Regions from separate parts of the Triticum aestivum genome. Here region 2 is linked to region 1. The links are chromatin contacts, called in public Hi-C maps. All regions are on one chromosome and are shown on one strand. The core of a region is the stretch at or near the end of the contact, and the rest is flanking DNA. Distances in the headings are between cores, read along the strand shown.

Region 1 (5,982 bases), core at 1,225-3,724:
TTTTACTTGAACACTGCGATGGTTCCACATAAAAGTATAGTTTCCTCTTGAAATATATGGAATTTGGAGCAAACGTGCAACCTTCAGATTAACAACTGTTTGTACAACTCGATATTTAAAGTATACTTTCAGAACAGAAACTATGACATTCTTGAGAAAGCTGTAACTGCTTAAGGTGTATATATCTGCTGTATCACACATAATAATTCCTGTGAACAAACCAATTGATGGCGATGGTCTGTTTGCCTTGAGATCGTACCAACAGCCAGATTTGCTACCAACAATTGGGATTGAAAAGGGACTGCTCACCAATCACTTAATACTTATTTGTGGAAACACCGGAATCTACGAAATTGCGGATATGTAAACATGTAGCATAACGTTTTTAGCCCATAGGGAACACACATGTTTCTAGTAAGTAACTGATAGCATTAGTAGTAGAGTGCAATTCTTTTTAGTGTAAAGTAACAAGGTTGGTGTGTTCATGCTTCACAATGTAGAAAGAGAAGTCCAAAATAGAGTATCTACCTGCAGGATCTCCTAATAAAATGTAACTGAAAAATGTGCTACAAGCCTACATGTGCCTTGGAACATAAATAACATATCTGGCAGAGAGTGATCACTATAACATTGATGGTTTGAAAAGTCCACAACACATGAACTAACAATTTGAACTGACCTAACAGGTTCCATTGTACGTGCATTTAGGCTAAAACTTCATCACAGGGCTTTAACCAATTTGACAGCATGGCCACACTTAACCCAAGGGCGCAGTTAGAAGGCTGAATGATCATGACTAAGAGTTCTTGGCTTAAGAGAATTGTCATACAAGTCAAACTCTTTCACCTAGTAGCTCCAAAGGATCAGTTATGTAGCATTGATATATGAAAGCAAGTTCAGCATAATGTTCGCTAAATAATAAGATATCAATAGGTCATAATTATGCCCACTGTTGCACAAGATTTGAAATTTTCAGAGATCCTTTATTCCAAAGGAAACTGCACAGTATGAGGGAATCACAGCATATTACCGCTTCCATCCTTTTGATCTCACTTCGTGCATACTGGGCTACCAAATAGACAGCTGCACACCAAAACAAAAGCCGCAATGTAAACATAGAAAACTGAAAAGAACTCGCAATTTCACATTTGACATCCCAAAGATTACTACATATCAGAAATGAATGGAGTTTATCATGAAACAAACCTAATGAGGGCATGCAAACAAAGAAGAGCTGTACAAGGTGGAAGTCAAGCCTGAAATACAAAAGAATGACAGAAATCAGAAAAGGCCGCCATTTGGAATATGTTTGTAATGGAAATCATCTTCAAAACCAGCATTCCAAGAAAATGTTGCAGATTGAATGCTCCTCAATTTTGTAAAGGCATTCTAGATTTCACACACGTTTTTTATTAGCACCATGGGAAGAACTGGAGATAAAAACTATGACCTCCCGTACTAATATTGACCTTCGTCTCGCCTTCTCATTCTGAGGAAATATGCAACTTGTATTTCCATGACCTTATTATTAGAACACATGAGGAACTTTCCTAGCTTCATTTCAGGCATGATTTGTTGAACGTTAACAGAATAAGAGTCACATAGCTAGGGTTTAAATCAACTGCTAGCTCAGTATGAGAAAAGAAAATCCTCTCAGGGCTTGAATTCAGCGAAGTAGGATTTTTCACAAAAGAAAATCTTGTTTGTGGGTAATTCCTGGCAGAAGGGTATGATTTACAGGCAAACAAAATAGAACAAAATGCATCATGATTTTTCCATGATCTGTGCTCCACGAACAAGGTTCCATGCCGAACTCAAATGACAGATTCCTAAATCAGACATCAGATATCAACCCTGAAACGATACGAGCTATTCGCCTCAGCTTTCCCCGAACAATGCGTGTCCCGGCTCATTCATCTCCCCTAGAAATTAGTTATGTGCTATGGTTACTGCCGAATAATGCTCACCCGAACTCCTTGCGCTTGGGGGGCACCGTGAAGAGGATGTTGGCGGCGGTCTTCCAATCAGCGCCGCTGGACCAGTCGAACTCCTGCACCTTCTTGTACGCCTCCATGCGCGCCGCATACGCCTCCCGCGCCTTCGCCGCGGCCAGCGTCGCGGCGTCCGTGGGGGCGGCGGGTGGAGCTCCCTCGCCGGAAGAGGACGAGGAGAGGCGGCGGCAGAGGTGGGCGAGGGGGAGGCTGAGGCGAGGTCTCAGCGCCGGAAGCATCGCGTGGTGGGTGCAGGGCACGTCGGAGACGGCGGCGGCCTTCAGGGGCTTTGGGGCATGGCCGCCGGCCGTGGTGCTCGCGTGCCACAGCCAGCCGCCGCCAGCTTCGGGGGGGATCGGGACGTGTGGGCTTGTGGCCTGTGGGGGTGTGGTGGACTTTGGTGTTCGACGAGTATCCGTGGTGGGCTGGGCCAGTGAAATGCAGAACATGGCCTCCCCATGGAAAGTGGTAGGCGAAAGTGCTGTTCTCATTCCGAGCTCACGTCAGTAAAATAAAAAAGAATTGAAAAGAAATTTACAAATATGAGTTTTTGTGCCAAATACTGACAATTTTTTTAATTGTGTGAAAAGCTTCATCACTAGATGAGATTCGTGGAAGATGTGGCAATTTTTTTTTATGATTTCAAAAATAATATTTTGAAGCATTGTTTTTCTTTTGCCATGTTTTCCACGAATGTCATCTAGTGGTGGTCAATCAAAACATTTGTCAATGTTTGGCACAATATGTTTTTCAGACTTTTCAGATTTTTTTTTTACTATTCATCTGAGCTCACATGAGCTCGGGATCAGAACAACCGTGTCTGTAGGAAGGCCTCCTCTAATCAGTAACTTTGGTTTTATACTGAAAAGGCGACCTCTCTATACATGGCTCTGAATTTTTTTCGTTTAAAAATTAAGAAGAATCCAGAGCCATATATATATGGCTCTGGATTATACAATCTTTGTAACTTAATGTAAGACATTTTTTTACCGAGGGAGTATAATCTATACGAATAAAAATCATGAAAGCCATAAGATTATATTTGATTAGTGGTATGGTTTTGGATTCGGTTTAAAGATTTATAGAGATCATAATGGCACGTCTAACATTGTATTTTATTCAAGTCAACCCGCCGGTGCACCACATTTAAGTTTCTATCTAATTTGTACCGTCATCATTTTCTGCAAATGGTCTCTTGTACTTTCTCAAACTTTTTTTGATACTTTCTCAAACTCAACATGTAGTCCACTGTATGTCTGTACCCATGTTTCATTATGAAACTAGAACTTAGCTGAGGTGGACTGTGAGTTGACTTTAAATACGTGGTCAATATTGCAAATATGAAAAATAGGCCGCATATTTAGATCTCGGTGTAGTAGGCTTCGTCGATTTAGGTATGTCAGGTCTCAAGTTCACATTTGCATTTGTGCTTCTGCATTTTTGCGACTGAAATTTGCGTTTATGCTTAGTGTGCATGTATCGAGCAATAACTTGTAGAGGTTTGCAAGACTATCAATTTTTAGGATAATTTTAAATTGTGAATTATTCAACTAGTGCATGTCTCCCTGTCTGCTTATCCACCTTACCTTGGCATGTCGGCAGTGCTCGTTTCTTTGTAAAATTGCTTGAATGTTTAGAACTCAAACTCCATTAAATTGCATTAGTGTTTATATGATTTGTGCATTGATATTGTTCTTTATGCAGAATTACATTGACTGTCTTAGTAAAAAAAATACAACATTCTAAATTGTGCATCAATTTTGAGGATACTCCATGGTACAACGTGCGGTGATCCCCAAATCGTCTATGGGTCACTTAGTAATGACTGGGAAGCCATGCACGATGGGAGGTTTTTATTCTTCGATAGCACCAGATGCGTTTTCACCCTCCAAATTGTTCTAGGTGTCCTAGTGGCGGAGCTCCCAATCAAGATCCTGTTCATCGCTGGTCTCACGGGTTGCTTTGCTCCAGTAGCATGCCCCTATGGCGGAGCTCGCGGCCTTGCCGATGACATATGTTGACTATGTTTGCTCCAGTATTGCGCCGTGGGGATCCGGCACACACACGGGTGTTTGGATCAACTTGTAAGGGTGTTTGGATCAACTTGTAAGGTCTTGGTATTGGATACCCTCCGACGCCCTCCACCTACTTCTAATTGTGGCAGTGGTGCGATACCCTCCGACGGCCCCTGCACCTACTCCTAAGTCTAACTATGGTGGTGATGATTTTTTGTACTCCCTTCAGTCCTTTTTACTCTGCATATAAGATTTGTCTGAAGTCAACTTTATAAAGTTGACCAACTTTATAAAGAAAAATATCAACATTCACAATAGGATATCAATACCATTAGATGCATCATGAATTTAATTTTATAACTTTAGTACTGTAGATATTGAAACCTTTTTATATAAATATGACCAGATTTTATGAAATTTGACTTCAGTCAAATCTTATATGTTGAGTAAAAGGACTAGAGTGAGTATTGGTCAGCTAAGCTGTGCCATGTCACAGGTACCCATTTTATTTTTTAGGAGAAGACCATCACGGCTAGCTTTATTAATATTAAATCATACTTATATCGTCCGCTAATTTTTTTTACAATAAAGTTCGGGGCGTGTCGAACCATTCGGAAGCTTGGTTCACTCGTCCCCACTCTGCTAGCACACACGCTACTGCATTAGATTTCTATTACAAAATTCAATACTAGCCTTCCCGAAACTCAAAACCCCACTATGACACACATCGTAGCTAGCTTTAATCCTTGGAACAAAGCCGCAGCTTCAGCTGACACAACGTCGGGCACATGCTCAAGGGCCGCGACGAATTGCCCCGTGAAGTCCTGTACTACTATTCGGCAAGACCCTGTGAAATCATGGTCAGAAAATGAGGCATCGACGTTGATTATAGTTTGGCCAGCTAAACCAATCCTCCATTGGTTAAGCCTTGGCGTTTTGGATGGTTTCCCGGCAACTCACACATATCTAGTTTCCATTGGTTAAGCCAGTTTGTATTGCCGAATATACCAGCATGTAGGAGCCACTATCTCCATATATGTTCTTTGGCAAGATGGGTCACGGAGCAAAAACTCAATGATCGCCGCACCTGCTCTTTCAACCAGAGCTGCTCTAACGATTGCGTTTCTCAAGCATAGAGATTCCCAAACTACTTTTGCCCTCTCACACTTAAACCAGGCATGGCTGATGTCTTACGTACTCTGTTTGCATATGGGACATTGACAACTGTTTTCGATATGACGGTTGGCCAAAACACACAAGCAAGGGATCGTGTTATGCAAGCATCGCCATATAAAGATCTTCACCTTACCTGGTGCTTCCTCCATTTCACAATATAGTGTGATACGAATTCAGTGTTATAATTTTTGCTTCCGCCGCAGTCGATCTCGTGGGTTAAATTTATTATCAAATTTAGATCTCGGGAAGCGCGAGCGCATTACATTGTGGAATGAAGGGAGTAACTTCATTCTCCACAATTTCTTTCATATTGGGTGCCGTGTTGATCCTCCTTGGCAGAAAGTGTTAGAGCATCTACAACCACGGACACCAAATCCAGCACCTCAAACGTCTGCGGACATGGCCGGGCGTGTTCACGGGCACTGACCGGTCAAACCTCATACTTTGTGTTATGCATCTGACTACCTCATATTTTATCCCCTAAATCCATACAAACCATGCAAATAAAATTCTACGCAAGCTTCAAAGTATCGGATATCGGGTTCGTATCGGTTTGGCTTCGACATATCTGATGCCGGATATCGGGTGATATATCGGAGAAAACATGTCTATTTTTTTCCATTATTCTTGTTCAAAACATTTATTTTTGTAAAACAAAATGTATGATGGCAATGCTTTAACATGACACTTTTACCTTCCTATTTTATTAACTTGTTGACTAAGAAAATATTAAGGAAAGATTCACAAAATCCTTACTCTATGATTAAAAACAATACGATATATATGCATTTGTACGAAAC
Region 2 (5,982 bases), core at 1,053-3,552, 150 kb after region 1:
GCGTCCTGCCGTTTACGACGAGTCGGACTGTCGGAGAGGAGCACGTCCCCGAGGACAGCCACCTCGGCCTTGAGCTCGAACCACACAAGAAGGACGCCGTCGTCGTGGTCAACACCCATGTCCTTCCATGGCCCGCGTCTTCTTGCGGCGAGGCGTCATCAGGAAGGTGAAGGCGCAGTCGCTCGTCCCTCTCTGGATTCTCGCCGCCAGTATTTGCCGGTAGGGGTCTGGACTCTGGACACGATGGAAACGGATGCTTTAGACTACCCACAATGGGAGTAACATAGGTAGTAACATCACACATATCTAGATAAAATAGATGATGTGGCAAGCAATAAATGAAGAAAAGGAGAAACGTGGTAACATAGCTAGTTACTAGTAGTAGTAGTAACATCACACATATCAAGGCAAGATGTGTTTATAGCCTAATAAATGAAGGGTTGCATGTTATCACACATATGTTACTACCCAATATAGAGGTAGTAACATAGACTAGTAACATGTCGATGTTACTACTCTATGTTACTACCCATTGTGGCTAGTCTTACTGCGGCGCTTCAAGGATGGCTGATCAGCTTCAATCGCCCACACGCCACATTGATGCAGCTTTAATGCCTCACTAAACACCCGTCGGTCCATCTTTACTGTGCATCTCGCCCCCGCATCGGCCGGCGAGGCGCTCATCGCTGCTTGCGCCTCTCGAGGGCCTCGACTGGACCTGCATCAGCCAATGCGTGCATCGCTTGTCCCGCGTCGGTCTCTCGTACATGTGATCGATTGGATCGAGGCTCGGATTGTTTTCTCTCGCGAGAAGGACGACGTGGGCACATTACTTGATCAGTGGGCTTCATCAAAGAGGGCCCAATTAACTGCAGGCCTTCAATTTTGTTGCGGGAGTAGCTGCCCAGTCCAGTGGCCAGAAGTAATGCGCAAGAGTTTGATTAGACGGCCAAAAATGCTTAGAACTGGAGATCCGACAGTCAAGAATGCTAATGGCCTGAGATGCTAGGAAAAGTGCTCAGTTTTAATATATCTAAATGAACATGCACATCTCAATATGTACATTAACACATTTACAATCTAAAAATGGTAATCAACCCAAAAATAATTGTGCATTTTTTAAATGATCAAGATCAAGAAAATCTATGTAGACACATCATCTTCACACATTCACTCATTCAAATATGTAAATGTAATCATCTAAAATGCAGATAATAATAGCGACAAGATCTTTGTTGGACCATTAAAGGCTGAAATTTGGGCTCGCCGAAAACCAAGATCTTTGACGGTTCATAGCTTGTATTAATCATGGTATGAAAGATAAAAGACTAAGTTGCCATTGCAAATGTAGGACCATAAAAATAAATTTTGTATCGAACAAAGAGGCTTGAACTTGCATTTAGATATTGGTTTGAACTTGTGGCTTCTTTGCTGCCCTGCAAACATCATGGGAAGCATGTAGGCAAACTTACTATAGTAGTTATCAAATTTTAAGCTTCTAAACCTTACATTACAAAGAAAAGTATAAGACCTTCTGGGTGCTATGTTCTTGACTATTACTTTGGAAATCATCGGTTACTGCTAGAAATAAGGAGAAATACATGTGTATATCCAAACCATGTTGGTGTGTTGTGTGAGCGGTGTCAAAATTGTGCAAAGAGTAGTAACAGTACTCTGTCAAGCCTGAACCCAATGCTTCCCAGCAATGTCTTCGCGTATTTGAAAGAAAAGAGAAGAGCAACATAACACTTGACATAGCAAGAACATGCGAGTGCCATGAATAAATACAGTTGTAAGACATGCAGTTTGCTAAACCACTTGGGCTAAGAGTACATATTTTAAGATCAACGTAACATTGAGGGGTTGTTTGGTTTCTAGCCACACTTTGCCACATGTTAAGTTAGGCAAGTTTTGTCAATTTAGGTGTTTGTCTGGTTTTAGCCACACCTAAAGCAAAAATCTTTTTTTTGACAAATAAGCCCCACATGTCATACAGACAAAAAATGTAGCAAGACTCCCGAGGCAAGCCAATGTGTGGCTAACTATTTGAGCACCTAACATAAAGCAAGTGTGACAAACATAGTATGATTTTTTTGAGGGGTAAACATAGTGTGATAAGCTGTGACAAAATTAGTCACAAACCAAACAAGCCCTGAGTTTTTTTTCTTTTCTTTCAGCTTTTTTTTTTTTTTGAGACAAACGGGTGGTAAGAGTTATATGACCTTCAGCCCAAATAGGTGGTGGAGCGGTCCACAAGTCCAGCCCAATACCCAATAGGCAGAGCGGTCAGCTTGTCAAAGGGGAATCCCGTGTTCGATTGGGACCCGGGTCAACCAGGACCCGTCCGTTTTATAGGGGAAACCACAACGGCGGCGATGCGGCTACTCTCCGGCGTCCCCGCCTCCGCGTCCTCCCGCCTCACCTCCCCGCGCATCTCCTTCGCCCGCTCGAGCCGTAGAAGCATGGGGGCGAACGACCCCACTACCGGCACCGCCTCCTCGTCATCCTCTTCCTCGGCCACTGCCAGCGCCGGCGCTGGCGCCGGCGCGGCCCAGAAGCCGTGGCTGTTCGTCGGGCTCGGGAACCCCGGCAGGATGTACAAGGGGACCCGCCACAACGTAAGATTCCGGCGCTCCAGCTGTCTGGATCCCGCTTTGCTTGTCTTAGAAGGAACTCTGCGTTTTCAGCTGGTAGCCCTGTCGACTGTCCAAGTTAATCATGATGCAATTCATAAATCCTACTGGTAGTTGCTAGAAATTAGTACAATTTTCTGAAGCCATTTTAACTACGTCTACAAACATTGATGTTGCGTGGTTGGAAAGGCTAATTAGGCTTGATGCTAAGCTCCTCGCCAGGGTAAAGGTGTTATCTTTTTGGTTGCTTGCTTGATACTACAAACTCTTGGCTTTCAGTTAACTGCGTTCTGTCCCGATTAATGTGATTAGTTGAACTATACTCTGGATTACAGTATATCACTATTATATCCTGTTGGTAATCATTCTGTTGTTGCATATAGGTTGGGTTTGAGATGATTGATGCTATTGCAGAAGCTGAGGGGATATCTGTCAGCACTAAGCAATTCAAATCGATGGTTGGGAAAGGTAATTTCCACACATAAAGCTTGTTGATTTACAATAGGTGCAGCTATGCAGTAGTTGTACATTTGAGATATACTCCCTCCATCCCAAAATAAGTGTCTCAACCTTAGTACAACTTTGTAAAATAAGTTTCTCAAGCTTAGTACAACTTTGTACTAAAGTTAGTACAAAGTCGAGACACTTATTTTGGGACGGAGGGAGTAATTTATAACGGACCACTGCAACAAGCTAAATGTTGGCCTGCTCAAATTATGTCTAGCTCTGTTTTTGAATTGTGTTTTCCGGCAGCTTTTTTTTACTTTGCTAATTGTTCACATAAAGAGTAACCAAATAAGGCTTGTTGGTTAAGACTTGGTATTCATCATTCTGTCCCTCTGACGCACTTTCCTGTAAGAAAGCAAAATCAAATGTTCTTGCTGTTTCTATTGAGTATTATCCAACTCCAGGACGTTGTAATAGTCTAATAGATGGGTGTGAACTGTTAACCCATCATTTGTGGTTGCACTCTATTTTTGAGAAAAACGATTCCTTCGTGACCTTTATGCACTAGGCTTATATCTTTGGTTAACGTACTGTAAGAAGTATCTACATGCCAATATTTGTGTAATCAAGAATTATGTCCTTAAAACGCAAGTTCTTAGTTTTTTTTTTCGTATGCTTGATTGTTTGTTCGCAATGGACATGGATAAGTATTTAAATTCCTGAAACGGCATTGTTGATCATATTGCCTTGTATTTATAGGCCTTATTGGTGATGTCCCTGTAATGCTTGCCAAGCCGCAGACTTTTATGAATGCAAGTGGTGAGTCTGTAAGTACAGCAACTCTAATAATGCAGCTTCAGATCACTACTTTCAGCAGGCCCTGTTTACTGAATAGGACTGCCTTATGCAGGTCGGCCAGCTGGTTTCATATTTCAAGATACCACTTAACCAAGTCGTTCTGGTAAATATTGTCCGCTAGCTCATAATACATGTTTTGATGTTCCTAGTTATTCACAAACTGTTGTTTGATTCTTTTAGATCTACGATGATCTAGACTTACCCTTTGCAAAACTACGTCTACTGCCAAAGGGGGGACATGGTGGGCACAATGGGTATTTATTTAACCTGTTCCCATCCTGCTATGTTCCGCGGTTCTTTGTTATTTGTTCTTAATCGTTTGCCCTTTGTTCTACCTTAACATATGATTAATGTTTCAGGATGAGAAGTGTCATTCACCATCTGAAACAAAGCCGTGATTTCCCACGGCTAAGAGTTGGTATGTCAAACGATCGCTTCTTTTAACTCCTTTGTCATTGAGGTGACGAATCTGAAAATACAAATCCCCCAAATGTTTTGCAGGCATTGGACGGCCAACTGGAATGATGGGAGCCATCGGTTTTGTTCTACGTGCATTCAGCAAGGAAGAACAAGAAGAGGTACTTTTACCCGCATATTGCATTGTACATATTTTTGACAAAAATATACCAAACTGAAGAATATGCGTGGAAATTTGCTTCTGCGCTGATCCTGTGCTTTTTTTTTCTTGTAAGCAAGCACTCAGTGACTAGCTGAAGCACTATGTCTATGTGTACAAAAAACCACAGCATCAACTAACTTCTGTCTCCACCCCAATCTTTTGCAGCTTGATTCCACGTTCCTGAGGGGCTTGCAAGCGGTGCGGATAATGTTGCTGGAAGGATTCAACAAGAGTGCGACCTTCGTGAACACTCCAGCTCCACGGCCACCTGAAAACGTTGAAGAGATGAAAATAACCTGACCGTAAACAGCGCTGCGATGCACACTGTGAAGTGTAAATTAGTTTGTTCAGGTTAAGAGTCACTCAGGTAGCTGCAGAAACTAGAAAGCGCAAAGGACCTTTGTCCTTTGAGCATATGTATCCTGAATTCCAGATTCATTTTGAGCATATGTATCCTGAATTCCAGATTCATTTGTAGAGGCGTCCAATGGAGCGCACACCAAAGCTTGTAACAGTTGTACTACGTTTTCGCCTCCAGCGTGAAGCATTTATTTGTTCTAGTGCTTATATCAGCAGCTTTTGTTCCAAGCAGATCTCCTTGTGTAACAAATTGAGTTTCTCTATTTTACATGGCTTGATTGCCGCCTTTTTGGCATTTTTAACGACTCTGTAATGAAACTTAGGTTATGTGCATCTGTTGAGGCACAGATATTATTGTACTTTCTAGAAATGTACATATGTGGTATGTTTATCCAGTTGATTTCAAAACCTGGGATGTTTTGTCGATAAAAATTGAACATTGTGTTTCTGCATTTGATATTTTTTGGGCTCCTTTGGTTCAGAGGAAAACCGTAGGAGTTTTAGAGGATTTGATTTGGATCATTGGAATTTTTTCCTATGACGTCGTTTGGTTCGTACGATCGGAATCCTTAGGAACCTAAGGATTGGATTACGCTACGTTTTCTAGTCCAATTCTTAGATTTCTTTTTAGTTTTTTTTCAATCCTGTAGAATTCAATAAAATAGCCCAAATGATGTACGCGTGGCACAAAGTAACACCGCCCTGAACGTTAGAATGCTTCGTTTTTTTTCTATTCCTGTGCTTTGAGATTGATGTAGATCGAAAGAGGATTTACAAATGCTTGATGGACTGCTGTCATATTTCTCAGTAGTTGCTGTCAATCTGGTCATGAGAATCGACAGCTTTGTCTGAATGATCATCAGCTGGATGTGATCTGATTGAACAGACGGTGCCCGTCAGATGTCGGCTAAATCTAAATCAGGGCCGTCCATCCATGCAGTTTCTACCGCTTTCCAGTTCCCACCAACCCCCACCCGCTACAGTCTAAAACCCTCGTCCACCTCCACAGTCCGCATCCCACCCACTGCCCCCAATCCCCGCATCCCCGCCGCCGCCGCCGCCGCC

Evidence for each region. A called contact is a pair of places that touch in the nucleus more often than the background predicts.
Region 2: a contact with region 1 is called in a Hi-C map of leaf, with 4 times the contacts expected there. The contact joins the promoter of LOC123143638 here to the promoter of LOC123143630 in region 1. A contact is called at or near these places in 3 of 5 Hi-C or Micro-C datasets (all in leaf).

Annotation. Positions count from the first base shown.
Region 1 is chr1B:631,759,185-631,765,166 of IWGSC CS RefSeq v2.1, forward strand. It overlaps LOC123143630, which reads right to left and starts at 2,475. Exons shown (of 4, transcript XM_044562572.1): 1 at 1,968-2,475; 2 at 1,207-1,256; 3 at 1,031-1,083. The coding sequence starts at 2,440.
Region 2 is chr1B:631,904,654-631,910,635 of IWGSC CS RefSeq v2.1, forward strand. LOC123143638 (peptidyl-tRNA hydrolase, mitochondrial) reads left to right here and starts at 2,303. Exons shown (of 8, transcript XM_044562584.1): 1 at 2,303-2,618; 2 at 3,017-3,101; 3 at 3,840-3,907; 4 at 3,991-4,041; 5 at 4,119-4,192; 6 at 4,298-4,356; 7 at 4,440-4,516; 8 at 4,723-5,124. The coding sequence starts at 2,376. The coding sequence ends at 4,857. It overlaps LOC123143647 (threonine synthase, chloroplastic), which reads left to right and starts at 5,980. Exons shown (of 1, transcript XM_044562596.1): 1 at 5,980-5,982.